2 separate regions of the Mus musculus genome follow, and region 2 is linked to region 1. The links are chromatin contacts, called in public Micro-C maps. All regions are on one chromosome and are shown on one strand. Each heading gives the region's core, a stretch centred on a gene start, on an enhancer-like site or on the middle of the called end of the contact. The rest is flanking DNA. Distances are from core to core; before and after follow the strand shown.

Evidence for each region. Hi-C and Micro-C count contacts between places; a contact is called where the count stands out from the background.
Region 2: a contact with region 1 is called in a Micro-C map of the G1E-ER4 cell line, with 6 times the contacts expected there. The contact joins the enhancer-like site here to the promoter of Sla2 in region 1. A contact is called at or near these places in 5 of 39 promoter capture datasets (embryonic stem cells, macrophages and trophoblast stem cells), 2 of 15 datasets of contacts at CTCF or cohesin (embryonic stem cells and large pre-B cells), 65 of 484 Hi-C or Micro-C datasets (the 63-12 cell line, the AML12 cell line, B cells and 29 more), 15 of 115 datasets of contacts at active chromatin or transcription factors (the HPC-7 cell line, embryonic stem cells, large pre-B cells and 2 more) and 4 of 9 other capture datasets (adipose tissue, embryonic stem cells, liver and 1 more).

The regions. Positions count from the first base shown.
Region 1 is chr2:156,884,277-156,890,883 of GRCm38.p6, forward strand. It overlaps Sla2 (Src-like-adaptor 2), which reads right to left and starts at 2,945. Exons shown (of 8, transcript NM_001356495.1): 1 at 2,604-2,945. It also overlaps the pseudogene Gm14248.
Region 2 is chr2:156,927,469-156,934,075 of GRCm38.p6, forward strand. Ndrg3 (N-myc downstream regulated gene 3) reads right to left here. Exons shown (of 16, transcript NM_013865.2): 14 at 3,962-3,997; 15 at 3,748-3,799; 16 at 1-1,413. The coding sequence ends at 1,232. Among named protein-coding and RNA genes, the nearest start is that of Sla2, 44 kb to the left of the region's middle. Within about 2 kb of position 2,308, at least 25 of the 459 cell types and tissues checked have an H3K27ac peak or open chromatin away from gene starts, as enhancers often do. A contact at or near this core is called in the G1E-ER4 cell line, the HPC-7 cell line, cerebral cortex and 3 more, where this site is marked.

The DNA.
Region 1 (6,607 bases), core at 1,695-4,194:
TCTTTTTCTTTTTTTTTTTTTTTTTTCCGAGACAGGGTTTCTCTGTATAGCCCTGGCTGTCCTGGAACTCACTCTGTAGACCATGCTGGCCTCGAACTCAGAAATCCACCTGCCTCTGCCTCCCAAGTGCTGGGATTACAGATGTGCGCCACCACTGCCCAGCTTGCTTCAGCTTTTCTTGATGATCCTCCTCTGAATTCCTGTGGACTGGAGAAGCATCCATTTCTAGGGACAGTCTAGGTGGTGGCAGGGACAGTCAGAAGACACTGAGCTCTCTTCAGGCATGTCAGGCACACTGGGGTTGGAGGTGGGCCAAGGAGGAACAAAGCGGTCTTGGGATGGGAGTCACAAGCAGAGGCGACATTGGTGCCAACGGCACTGGGTTAGACTGCTGGGAGTCTGTCAGTCTTTGTGACATAGTGGTGGCTTGCAAGGCTCTGAGGGACTGACTGACTGGTCACTTCCCTTCTTGGTGCCCCTTTCCTCATCTGAGAACCAGGGATAGCCACACCCAACATTTGGGTCTGGGAGATAGGGCCCTGGGAAGCCAGCCTTGGGAGCATACTTCCTTCCTGGCTTGAATGTTCTCGGTGGCAAACTCCCCCTGGAACTCTTCCTTTTCACCTTTCCGTTGTGTTCACTCATGGTTTCTTTTTGTTTGTTTTGGTTTTTATGAGACTATGAACTGGGGACTATGTCCCCTAGGTTGTCCCCAAACTCTTGGGCTCACGTGATCCTCTCACTTCCTAGTCCTGTGACTGTCAGCAGGCTCAGTTAGAGTGTTTGTGCAGTCTGCCATTACCCTCTAGTCCCATGCCCCATCCTCAGCATTCAGGTAGGCCACCGAAGGCCTCAGCCCACACCAACAGAGTGAACCAAACTGAGCAGCGCGCTCTGCAGTGTCTGGTTCTCAGGCTAAGCAGATTCTACTTAGAAAAAGCTGCTTTTCCAACACTGTGGAAAAGTTGAGCGGTCTGGGTTCTCTTATCCTTTTCAGATAGTCTCATTACTTTCAGCAGGACAAGATGTAATTTCACCTGCTTGGTTCCATTCAGCTGGCCAGGCACTGCCAAGGGTTCACGGTTGGCAGGAGCAGCTCACAGACTAGCATGAAGACACAGTGGGTGTCTTCCTTACCCTAGGGACACACGTTGCCTGGATGAGGGTGTTGCTCATTAATGCCATGGGATGACATCCAAGTCCTGGAATTGTCCCCACGGAGTAGAGACAGGGCCTTGTAGGGATGACAATTCGTCTGTGCTAACCCCCAACCCAACCTGTCTTGCAGCGCTGTGTCACCATCTGGAGAAACCCAACCTGTCTTACAGCGCTGTGTCACCATCTGGAGAAACAGCTTTTGTCTTTGCTGCCTCTGTGCTGAGCTCAGTATCCACAGCACAGATCAGGAACACCAGGCAGGCTGGTGCCCCAGGACTGGCTCTGGACAGCCCCTTCCTCTCAGACTTTGGGGACAGGGCAGCTTTGGTGAGGATGGTGGTTCTGCTGCCTCCTGGAGGCTGGCATTTGCTCACAGCCAGGGCAACTCTTCCATCTGAGCTGCCCCAAGGATGAGGTTCAGGCTAAGTGCATGGCTTTATGCCTGCCATGGGTAGCATGGGGGACTAACTCAGAGCAGCTGTGTGACCTCAGACACAGCATGCAGCTTGGGGTGTCTCCTGTGATGAGGGCTCCTAACGCTGACTCGGGCTCACTCTGCAGGGTCAGAGGGAGGATTGGAGGTGATCAACTTTCTTGCTCTCCTGCAGCAAGACCACAACCTTTAGGACCCTTGAACCACAGGGGACCTGATCTTTGCTGGACCCCTCCGGGACTCTGCAACATTCTCTTCCTGGTCTGGCCAAGGCATGGTAACTACTGGGGAAGATGTGGCCCAGGCAGTGGCCATTAGGCCGAGGACGAACATGTGCTGGCCACATTTGCACAAGAGATCAGATCACTTGGCCTACATCTGAGCAACTTCCTCTGTGATTAGGCGCTGTCTGTGGTGTCCCGGTGAGAGGATGGGCAGAGTGCTGGGGAAAGGCAGCAGAAACTGCACAGCACCCAGGCCGCCCTGCTTCTCTCTAACCCCCTTTTCACTGCAATGACCTCGTGTGGAGGATGAGCTGCCTGCTGCTCAGGCAGAGGTGAGAAAGTGTAGGGCTGGGAGGGCCTTCTTGTCTCCTGTGATTTTGTGGGCTTGATTTTGCATCTGGGAACTGAGCGCAGAGGATCAGTCATCTGTTTCCTCAGCTTTGCGCCTTTTCAGGCTGAGACCTGCACCCTGTGAGAGCAACTGAGATGCTGCAGGTGACAGTAATCTAGAGCCCGTTCCTTCCCTGCAAGATTCTTGGTCCAGGAGAGGAAAGTAGGCAGCGCCGAAGAGACCTCGGAGGCGTGAGATCTTAGGAAAAGTTTCCTGGAGGTAGTCAGACTCTCTGGAGGCGAGCCTACTGTGTCTCTGTGGATCCTAGAGACCTCCTTGTGCAGCTAGCCACCAGCCGTCCTCCTGGAGTGCGACTACAAAGCTCACTCCCACTCTGAGAGGACTACTCTTTTCCACCTGACCCAAGTCCACCAGAAAACAAAACAAGCATACTTACAGGTTTGCCATCAGACGTTTGATGAGGGTAGTCAGCCAATGTGCACACTGACCCGACAGGTCAGGCCTTTGCAGGTCCTAAGGTAGTCGGCATCTCAGGCCCCAGCAGCCTGGAGGATCGGTCACCAGAAAGGAGTCAGAGTAGGCTGAGGTACTGTGATCAAGCTTCTTTGTCAGCAGACAATCTCCACGAAACTAGTACAGCAGTCCTTTGCTTCTCAGAGAAACCAGATTGGGCCCTCCCACCCAGCACAGCAGGGACAAAGAGCGTGGCCTAGGGACCTGAGCCCGTGTAGACAGACCCAGGTGCTACTGCTCCTCAGAGCTCTAGCTCCCAGCTGCAGGCTCTGTGGTTCTCACAGCCCCACATTCTCCCCGCCTCTATTTCCTCTGACGCATCACATCGTAGCCCATGGAGGAACCACCTTGCCCCTTTCCTGTTTCTAGGGAGCAGCTGCTCCCTCCACCCCCACACCCCCTCCCCATGCCTCAGGCTGGAGGTCCTTCTTGGCTTTTTGGCTCCATCTGGTCCAAGAAATAAAGGTATGGGGAGAGATCAGTGAGACCTGGCCACAAGAATCACCGGAGCAGCCTTTGCAACTCTGAGTTCAAATATTCAGAAGGCACTACGCATAGGAATCACTTGGGATCTTCAATTATAGACTCTGAAGTGGGGCTCATTTCTGGTCCAGTGTGATAGCTGGGTGGATAAAGATGCTTCCCACCGAGCCTGATGACCCAGTGCGATCCTCGGGACCCAGTGGTGGAAGGAGAGAACTGACTTCTGAAAGTTGCCTTCGGGCCTCTCCTTGAGCATATCAGTGAATATCAGAGAATGATGGGAGCGGGGCGGGGGGGGGGGGGGGGGGATTCCTAACAAGCTTATGGGTAATGCCCATGTTGTTGGTGTAGAAACTGTATTTCGAAAATTCAGATTTGGGACTGATATGTAGTTTAGTAGTAGGTGTCTGCTTATTATGTCCTAGACCCTGGGTTCAATCCCAAGCACCTGAAAGATCAATGAGATTGGTCTTCAAAATATGGTAACCACAGTATCAGCTAGGAGATACTTAGGTATGCAGGCTTGTCTCAGACCCAGTGTGTCAAAACATGCCCTGGTCGTGCGCCAAGGACCAGCTTTGGCTTGGAGAGGGATTCCTGAGAGAAGGGGTGTCTGGGGGTAGCAAAAAGGAAGACTCAGGGTCAAATGGTGAGTTACAAGCTGACGGCCTATGTTCTGCTTGAGACAGCTTTCCAGATAATAAGCGTTCTCTCTCTCTCTCGCTCTCGCTCTCTCTCTCTCTCTCTCTTCTGCCCAAGACAGCTTTCTCTTGCTATTCTAAGAACTCTCTGGATAGTTCATCTCTTCCAGATCAAAAGTGCAGTCTCTTATTTACACATCAATTCAATCAGGTTCCCATGAATCCGCATCCCAGGACCCAGCCCCTTGATTGTTAGAAAGACAGCAAGCAGGACTGGAGAGATGGCTCAGGGGGTAAGAGCACTCACTGACTGCTCTTCCAGAGGTCCTGAGTTTAATTTCCATAGTGGCTCACAACCATCTGTAATGGGAGATCTAATGCCCTCTTCTGGTGTGTCTGAAGATAGCCACAGTTCTCTCTCTCTCTCTCTCTCTCTCTCTCTCTCTCAGCATAGTAATATTTCTATGTATATTCCTGTGTATATGTCCGTGGGGGTATGCATACAACATATGACAAGTGAGAGCCATACTGTCGCCTTTTCTGGAACTGAGGGAATGGAGAACCACTCTCCATCAGACCAGGAACACTTCCTGCAGATGCGTGGGTGTCTGGTAAGTGGAATCAGATGCTACAGTGACAGCACTTTCTCTCTGCAGGGCATCAGATCTCATTACAGATAGTGTGAGCCACCATGTGGTTGCTGGGAATTGAACTCAGGACCCCTGGAAGAGTAGTCAGTATTCCTAACCACTGAGCCATCTCTCCAGCCCCCTCTTAGAGTTCTTGAGTTCCATCTGACTGACTGCTGGTCACAGGCTGGCTGAAATAAATTTTTTTCAGTTCCGATGTTACTGGGGGCCGAGTGGGTTCGTGATCAGGTAGGCCAGGTTATTTATGCTGGCAGATGGTACTGTAACAAAGACCCAAGATGTCAGGAGGAGGAGCCTGGTGGAGCTCAGATACTCTTCAAGGTTCAGCAAAGATGTTCCCTTTCCCAGCCCCCCTAAGATGGTGCCCAGGGTGACATAAGGTCCCCCCACTCTGCACTCTCTGCTGCAGCTGAGTGACTGTATGTAAGGCTGCCTTGACCCTCTGCATCTGTATTCTCCTCAGAGTCTCCTTTAGAGTGGGATGGGAAATCCTGCAGAGTAGAGTCTCTCAGCTGTGCCCACGCCATTCATACAGTGATTAGGAGGTGGCTTTGGGAACAGACACTGGTCACCAAAACCTGCAGTGCATGCAAGACTAAACCAAAGAAAGAAAGAAAGAAAGAAAGAAAGAAAGAAAGAAAGAAAGACAGACAGACAGACAGACAGACAGACAGACAGACAGACAGAAAGAAAGAAAGAAAGAAAGAAAGAAAGAAAGAAAGAGAAAGTAAAGATGGCAGCCGCTCGGGCTGCAGCCCTGGGAGTCTGATGGCTGCAAAGGACAACCCCACGTCGTGGTGCCACTGGAGGCACGGAGAGCCTCCCACATGACCAAGGACATGTTGCTGAGGTCTAGGACCCCAGAGGAACGGGCCGAGGCCGCCAAGATGTATAATATGCGTGTGGAAGACTCCGAGCCATACCCAGATGATGGCATGGGGTATGGTGACCACCCAGTGCTCCCCAACAATCACAGCATGAGAGGGGTCCATGGTATGAATGGGACCACTTAGAACTGGGGTGAACCGATACACTGGGACCTAGACAGGTACATCAGGAATCCTGTGGACACATCTCCTACACCTGTGTCCTGGGATGTCATGTGTAAACATCTCTTCGGCTTCCTGGCTTTCATAGTTTTCATGTTCTGGTAAGAGACACGTTCCAGTTCCCTTCCTACCAGCCTGTGGGTCTGAAGCAGTAACCTTACAATAATCTGTACTTGGAGCGAGGCGGTGATCCTACCAAAGAGCCTGAGCCCCTGGCTCACTGTGATATCTGAGAAGGCTTGATGAGCTTTTGTGCCCTCGTTCCTAGAGGTTTAACCTTAATGAAATCCCTAATAAAGCTCAGTGCTGTGGTGAGAGAGAGAGAGAGAGAGAGAGAGACAGACAGACAGACAGACAGACAGACAGACAGACAGACAGACAGACGTAAGTCCAATACAGGGAGATTGCTCTCCATTCCCAAGGGCTGCCCGACTAAGGCAGGTGCTGATGAGGGTCTGCTCAGCTCATGTACATGCACAGGTAAATGTTCCACTCCCTCTTGGTTTTCACTCTAAGTCTGATTAGTTATTTGATGGGTTATAGACCGAGAACTGTGAGCTCTCAGGCGTCAAACTTACCCCATCATGAAAAAAATGGAGTCCATTCCCTGCAAAAAGTACTTGAAGGCCTCAGTGAGCTTCCCAGGCTGTGGGGACAAACAAAGATGGCATTAATTTCTGCGTAGGTAGAGAGGTAGCAATGTGTGTCTGTGTCTGTGTCTCTGTGTGTGTGTGTGTGTGTGTGTGTGTGTGTGTGTGTAACTATTATGAACACTTTCTTACCTGAACTACTTGGGGCAGTCCTCCACAGTCTGTCATCTAGAAGAGGAAGAACGCTGAGCGGAGTGCCCTCAATACTCTTCTTTCATAAGGGATATATATACATATATACATACACACATATACAGACACATATATATACATATATACATACATATATATGGAGAGAGAGGGAGGATCTCCCGGCTGTCCTAGAACTCTCTATGTAGACCAGGCTGGCTTCAAACTCACAGAAATCCTCCTGCCTCTGCCTCCTGGATGCTGGTATTAAAGATATGCACCACTCTGCCCAGCTTTGACTTGTCTCTATTTAAAGGGATCCGAG
Region 2 (6,607 bases), core at 1,058-3,557, 43 kb after region 1:
ATAGGACCCTGGCTGGGCTCACATCTGGATACTTCCAGAGTCCTTGTGTGTGGCAGCTTCCTCCCAGAGGGTCTCCCTGGCTGGTATGACCCCTCATCAACATCAGACAGGGGGGCAAAAATATTTCTACCTGGACAGGGCTGCCCTGAGTTTGTCCCCTTCCCTCTGATAAAGGGACATTACATGCTTAAGACCTTCCTAGAAAGTCACCTTCAAGGTGTCTTGGCTTCCATTTTGTCATCTGACATCATGATGGTGTGCTAATGGTCCTTCCTCTTCCCCAGTAAGATCCCCACCATCGATGGCATTTTTAAATATCACTCCATTTTTTCTGGAACTGAGGGATGGAGAACCGCTCTGCATCAGACATCCTGCAGATGCGTGGGTGTCTGGTAAGTGGAATCAGACGCTACAGGGACAGAGCACTTTCTCTCTGCAGAGTGAAGCCTGGCGCTCTGTTTTCCAGCTTTCTTGGCTAATCTAGAGCTTAGGCCAGTTCTCTGGAGAAAACACTGTGGTGTACCAGACATCATTCACAGGCTTCAGATCTATCCCTCTGACTCACACAATGGCAGGGATGGATCCACGTGGACAGGGGAGGTGACTGCCACCCTGCCTGCCTATCTGTGTAATAGTTATCCCTTCTACTGGTCAAGGCAGTCAATGGCCCACACAGTAACTACAGTTTTGCATATTCCTCAGACCTGCTCTCTCCTGAAATCACTCTGCAAATACTGTTTGTTGTCCAAGTGGAACCAAAATCCAATCTTGTGGCCCAACCCACCCAGATATCCACTCTGCATATTTCCCTTAAAAAAATGCCACTGAGGATTCAAAAAAAGTCCCTTTGCAGAAGCACTACAAGAAAGCATGTCTAAAGTCACAGAAGTATGCACACACAGACACAGACACGCGTGCTCGCACACACATGGAGTTGGGAATTAAAGAATCTCATCAGATACATATTTGAGGGAGCATAGGGAAAGGCTGGCAAGAGAAGATATGGAGGTCAGGTCAGATGGAGATGTTGGAATGTTACAGTAATGGCATGGGTGTGGCTCTGGTACACACAGAAAGGGTGGAGAGAATGACACTCTCGGCTACTAGAGAGAGATGCTGTGGCCATGCGTGAGTGAAAGGAAGTGGGGGCCAGCTGACGGAATGAAATGTTCTATTACGGAGTGGTCATTTCAAGGAGAGGGACTTGCATGGTCCAGGGGAGGAGATCTGCTTAGCAAGACACTTCCATGGTCTGGTGTCTGTCCAGGACATCAGGGGACTCACAGGATTCTTGAGTTCCATCTGACTGATTGCTGGTCACAGACCTGCTAAAGGGACTTTCTCCAGAGCCAATGCTACTTGAGGTGGAGTGGGTTCGTGATCGGGCGAGCCGGGTCATGCTGGCAGATGGTACTGTAACAAAGAACCAAGAGGTCAGGAGGAGGAGCCTGGTGGAGCTCAGATACTCTACAAGGTTCAGCAAAGATGTTCCCTTTCCCAGCCCCCCTAAGATGGTGCCCAGGGTGACATAAGGTCCCCCCACTCTGCACTCTCTGCTGCAGCTGAGTGACTGTATGTAAGGCTGCCTTGACCCTCTGCATCTGTATTCTCCTCAGAGTCTCCTTTAGAGTGGGATGGGAAACCCTACAGAGTAGAGCCTCTTAGCTGTGCCCACGCCATTCATACAGTGATTAGGAGGTGGCTTTGGGAACAGACACTGGTCACCAAAACCTGCAGTGCATGCAAGACTAAACCAAAGAAAGAACAACAAACCACACAAGTAGGAAGGTATTTCACAAACACAGTGCAAGCCCGATACAACAAGACTACCATCCGTGTCCACAGGCTACTGTTGCCCTCTGGGTGGGAGACACGGATGGGGAGAGGGGAGAGAAGGTGTTTTGGAGCTGATCTCTACACAGGGATGAGGTAGAGGTGGTTGGGTTCAGGGACTGAGAGGGGAGGGACTCTAGGGATGTTTAATTTAGACTCCTTTTTTGCTACTGTTACTACTTTGACCGTAAGATCCTTTCAGTATTAGCACGGCCTGCACAGGGCCTTACTGGAAATGACTCACTATCTATTATTCTAGATCATCAGTCATTTCCCTGTTGTCTGTTCGTTACTGGGATCAAAGGATACCATTATCTGCTCACAGATGCTAGTCTTCCTCGTCAAGGATTAGCAAACAGGTGGTTGTGGTGGCAGTGAGAGAGGGGCCCTCCCTGCTGAGCTTTTGCTGGGGCTGTCACCCTGGCTGAGGGGGAGAGGCTGCCTGGGCAGTTCTATGGAATCCTCTTTTCTTCCAGGGAGTAGGCCTGCTCTGTCGGGTTAACTCAGAACACACTGAGCCCTGTTCTATCGGGCTCTCACTGTACAGGGAAACCGCGGACATGCGGCAGGCAGCCAATGCAGCAGGAAGAGCAGAGTTGGGAGGCGGGCAGGGCCAGCACAAGAAGGTACCTGACTCGCTGCTGAGGTGACTGAGCTGCACATACGGGACTGGAAGCAGGATGGACACAGGAAAAGGCAGGTTAGTGACCCACAAGGACTAAGTGACAACCTTGGCTGCCTAGATGATGCTAACAGGATATTTGGCCAGGAATGAACGTTTCTGTCAAGGTCCCAGAGAAGAGTCTGATGTAAGCACTTTAATGCCACGACTCTCAACAGACCAGGGAACCTATTCCACCCTCATCCTATACAGTCACCCTACCCTGGACTAGGACCCAGCTGCATCGTCAGTATTTTTGGGAAAGGATGAGAACAGGCAAGGAGGGGACTCTTCCTCCTGATGAGCCAGAGGGCTGTGTGTGGGCTCGGTTGGTAGCAGCTCACAGACGGGGACAACATAGCCACTCTAGACAAGACACACATGATCTTCCTGTCAACTACAGTTCTGAACCCAGGGCCCAACTTCTGAGGCAGCTCTCAATGGTCACCATCCAATGGACAAAGATGGAAATACTGTCTGCTAGGTAGAGTTCTGTACTGGGGTTAAAACCCTTGAGAAGTATAAATTTCTGTGACAAATGAGAAAGCTCAGGGGTCTGAGAGGTTAGAACCCAACACGGCAGCACATGACATACACACATGTGTGGACATACACTGCCAGCTCATCTCTTGGCAGAACAGATTTTACTAATGACACTCTTCTTTCTTCTTGGAGTTTCTACTTTGTTTCTGTGGGCACGAAGTACATCTGCTGGGTTCAGATGTACCGCATGCTCTGACTCACGGCTAAGGCAGTCAAAGCCTCAGTGGTTAAGATGTGAGCCTGGAGTCAAGACGTTGAAGGGTCAGCCATGGCTATGCTGTTTACTGGCTGCCCTAGGAGGCATGCTCAACATTCTTGAGCCTCAGCGTGCTCAGTGCCACTTCTTAAAGACAAGTATGGTAGCACATACCTTTAATCCCAGCACTTGGGAAGCAGAGGCAGCTGGATCACTGAGTTCGAGGCCAGCCTGGTCTACAGAGTCAGAGTTCCAGGTCAGCTAGGGCTACACAGATACCCAGTCTCAAGGAACAAAAGAAAAGAAACCAACAAAATCAGTTTTAGTCTGAGGACATTTAGCTGTCAGCCTAACTTAAACACATGCACAGATGGACGACCGCTCTGTATTCTGTTGTTCTCTACCTGAAGGCTGACAAGCACACGGGGCATGTCCTCACAACTGTGGCCTCCTAGATGTAAACTTACCCTAGTACCTATACATTTATAATAAATAGAAAACGTATACTACTCACTGTAGCCCATTCCCTGCAAAAAGTACTTGAAGGCCTCGGTGAGCTTCCCAGGCTACAGGGACAAACAAAGACGGCATTAATTTCTGCATAGGTAGCGAGGTAGCAGTGTGTGTGTGTGTGTGTGTGTCTGTGTGTCTGTGTGTGTGTGTGTGTCTGTGTGTGTGTGTCTGTGTGTGTGTAACTGTGTAACTATTATGAACACTTCCTTACTTACCTGAACTACTTGGGGCAGTCCTCCACAGTCTGCCATCTAGAAGAGGAAGAACACCTAAGTCAGTGGACCTCCGCTGAGGGGAGTGCCCTCACCATCCCAAGCCCAAAGGGCAGGGCTTAATGGTAGGCTCCTTGATGCTTAACTGCATCATCTTTGGATCACTTCAGTGTGCTCTATGCCTTGACATTGGCAATACCTGAGAGGGACACTCAGGCTGCCCATCCACAGGATGCTAAGGCCTGGCTTTCAGGCCTCTCTTTGGGCTGACAGTGTTGCCAGCTACACCATTCACCCTGGCCTTGCTTGTACCCAAAGAAACTAATCGCTCAGTCCTTCACTTTAGCCTGAGTACCTGGACACAGGTTTGTGTCACCATGTCTGCTTTCTAGTCCCCTTCATCTCTTTATTGTCCTTACTCTATGACAAAGGGTATGATGTCATCAGGAGAGGAGAACTGTCCGGCCCCTCCCCACCTTCCCCAGCTGGATCTTCGGTGCTGCTCTTCACCTTTGAAGGGTTTTCATCGGGCTAGTGTGTACTGGAATCGCCTGTTAAATCCTGACTCTTGGATTCTATCTCGAGGGTTCTGACTGAATAGGTGTGCAATGAGGCCAGAGAACTAGCATTTCTAACTCGGTGACAGAGGTGTAGCATCTGCCAGTCTGTACTTAGCACTGTTTGCAGTGCGTTTTGGCCAGACAGAAACCAACATCCTCTTTTCAGATGATATGACCTGACCTCAGAGAGGGGCTATTCCGCTGACTTGCCTCAATTTAAAGGAATATGAAAGGACTGGAGAGATGGCTCAGTAATTAGAGCATGTTTTGTTCTTCTAGAAGACCAGGGTTTGATCCCCAGCACCCATATGGCAGTTCTAAAGGATTTGCCACCTTTTTTTGACCTTCTTGGACACCACCAGTCCAGTCAAGCACATGATGCACACACACACACACACACACACACACACACACACACACACACACACACACTCAAACATACACTTGCAGGCAAAATAGTCATATAGATATATAATGTATATATATATATATATATATGTATATATATATATATATATATATACACATACACACACACATACATTATATAGTATATAACACACACACACACACATATATTCATTGATGGAATTAAAACCCTTTAAATGGGAGCCATTATTTAAGACAGAAGGATGTCACAAAAGGCATTAGAATTTGAGAAAAACAAGCCTGAGAAACAACCACGTAATCTGACAAATATAAAATGGAACAAACTAGTGTGGCTGGGGACTTTTGCAAAGTTTAGAAGCTAAAAACTAGTTAGAAGTAAGACACTGCTGCATGGGGCCTTAACTGGGGCAAGTCCAGGTTACATAGTGAATTCCAGGCAAGTTGTGAACCACATAGGGGAGCTACTGTGTCTTAAAAAGAAGAAGAAAAGAAGACGTAGAAAAGGAAGAGGAAGATGAGGAGGAAGAGAAGGGGCCATAAGACTCTGCCCTGCCTAGGGAAGCTAAAGGCAGTGGAGGGCTGGTGAGAGGACGTCATCACCTTCAGTGGACAGCTCCACACCATGCCCATGGGAATGGTCTCCTTCAAGGGTAGTGTGCACTCTTAACCAATGAGCCTTTTCTCCAGCCCCCATTAGTTCTTATTACATTTTAAAGTTGCATTTATTTAATTTGTGTGTGTTTATGCACGTCATGCTTGGTGGTGTGTGTGTGCCTGCATGTGTATGTGCGCGTGCTTGTGTGTGGACAAAGATGATAACTGGTGGGAGTCAATTCTCTTCGCCGTCAACTCAGGCTGTCAGGGCTGTGAGGTATGGCAGTGAGCACCTTTACTTGCTGAGCCATCTAGGTGGTCCAGTGTTTTGTGAAACTGGGTCTTATGTAGCCTGAACTTTCCATCCAGCTGAGAATGGACTTCGACTCCTGATTTTTTTTTTTTTACCTCCCAAGCAGTTTGTTTGTTTGTTTGTTTGTTTGGTTTTTGGTATTATCAAATTTGTAAAAATCAAATTTGAAGCCATAAATTTCTTATCCATATTTTAGAGAAGCCCGTGGGTCCCCTGCAGTCCAGAGCACTGTGAGTTAGGCAGCCTCAGAGCACCAGGCCTATGTGTATTCTGAGAGCTACCTGTTGCTCAACAGGGCTTCCCTTTGACACACACTTGAGAGAGAGAGAAAGGGAAGAAGTTGGAAGTCCTGTGGATGATGGAGTCCAAGCAGTGGCAGCAGGCCAGCAGGCCAGGTCCACAAACACATGACCAGAGCTCTGTTTGGAAAATAAAACTTCTGTCTGGGGGACACTTATAATATTCTTGATAATCTAGAAATGTATGACAAATATAAGTGGCCTAAGAGAAAAAAAAAACCTGTATCCTTTATCACTAAGATGTGCTTAGATGTTTCCTTAAAAATACAACAGGGGCCAGGCATGGTAGCACACACTTTTAATCCCAGCACTGGAGAAGGAGAGGCAGGCGGATCTCTCTCTGAGTTTGAGGCCAGCCTGGTCTACAAAGTGAGTTCGAGTACAGCCAAGGCTGTTATGCAGAAATAACTTGTCTTGAAAAACAAAACAAAACAAAGGACTCAGGAAATAAAGCATTACTTTATTTCTTGTAATTTTGTAATGTTTACTTAAT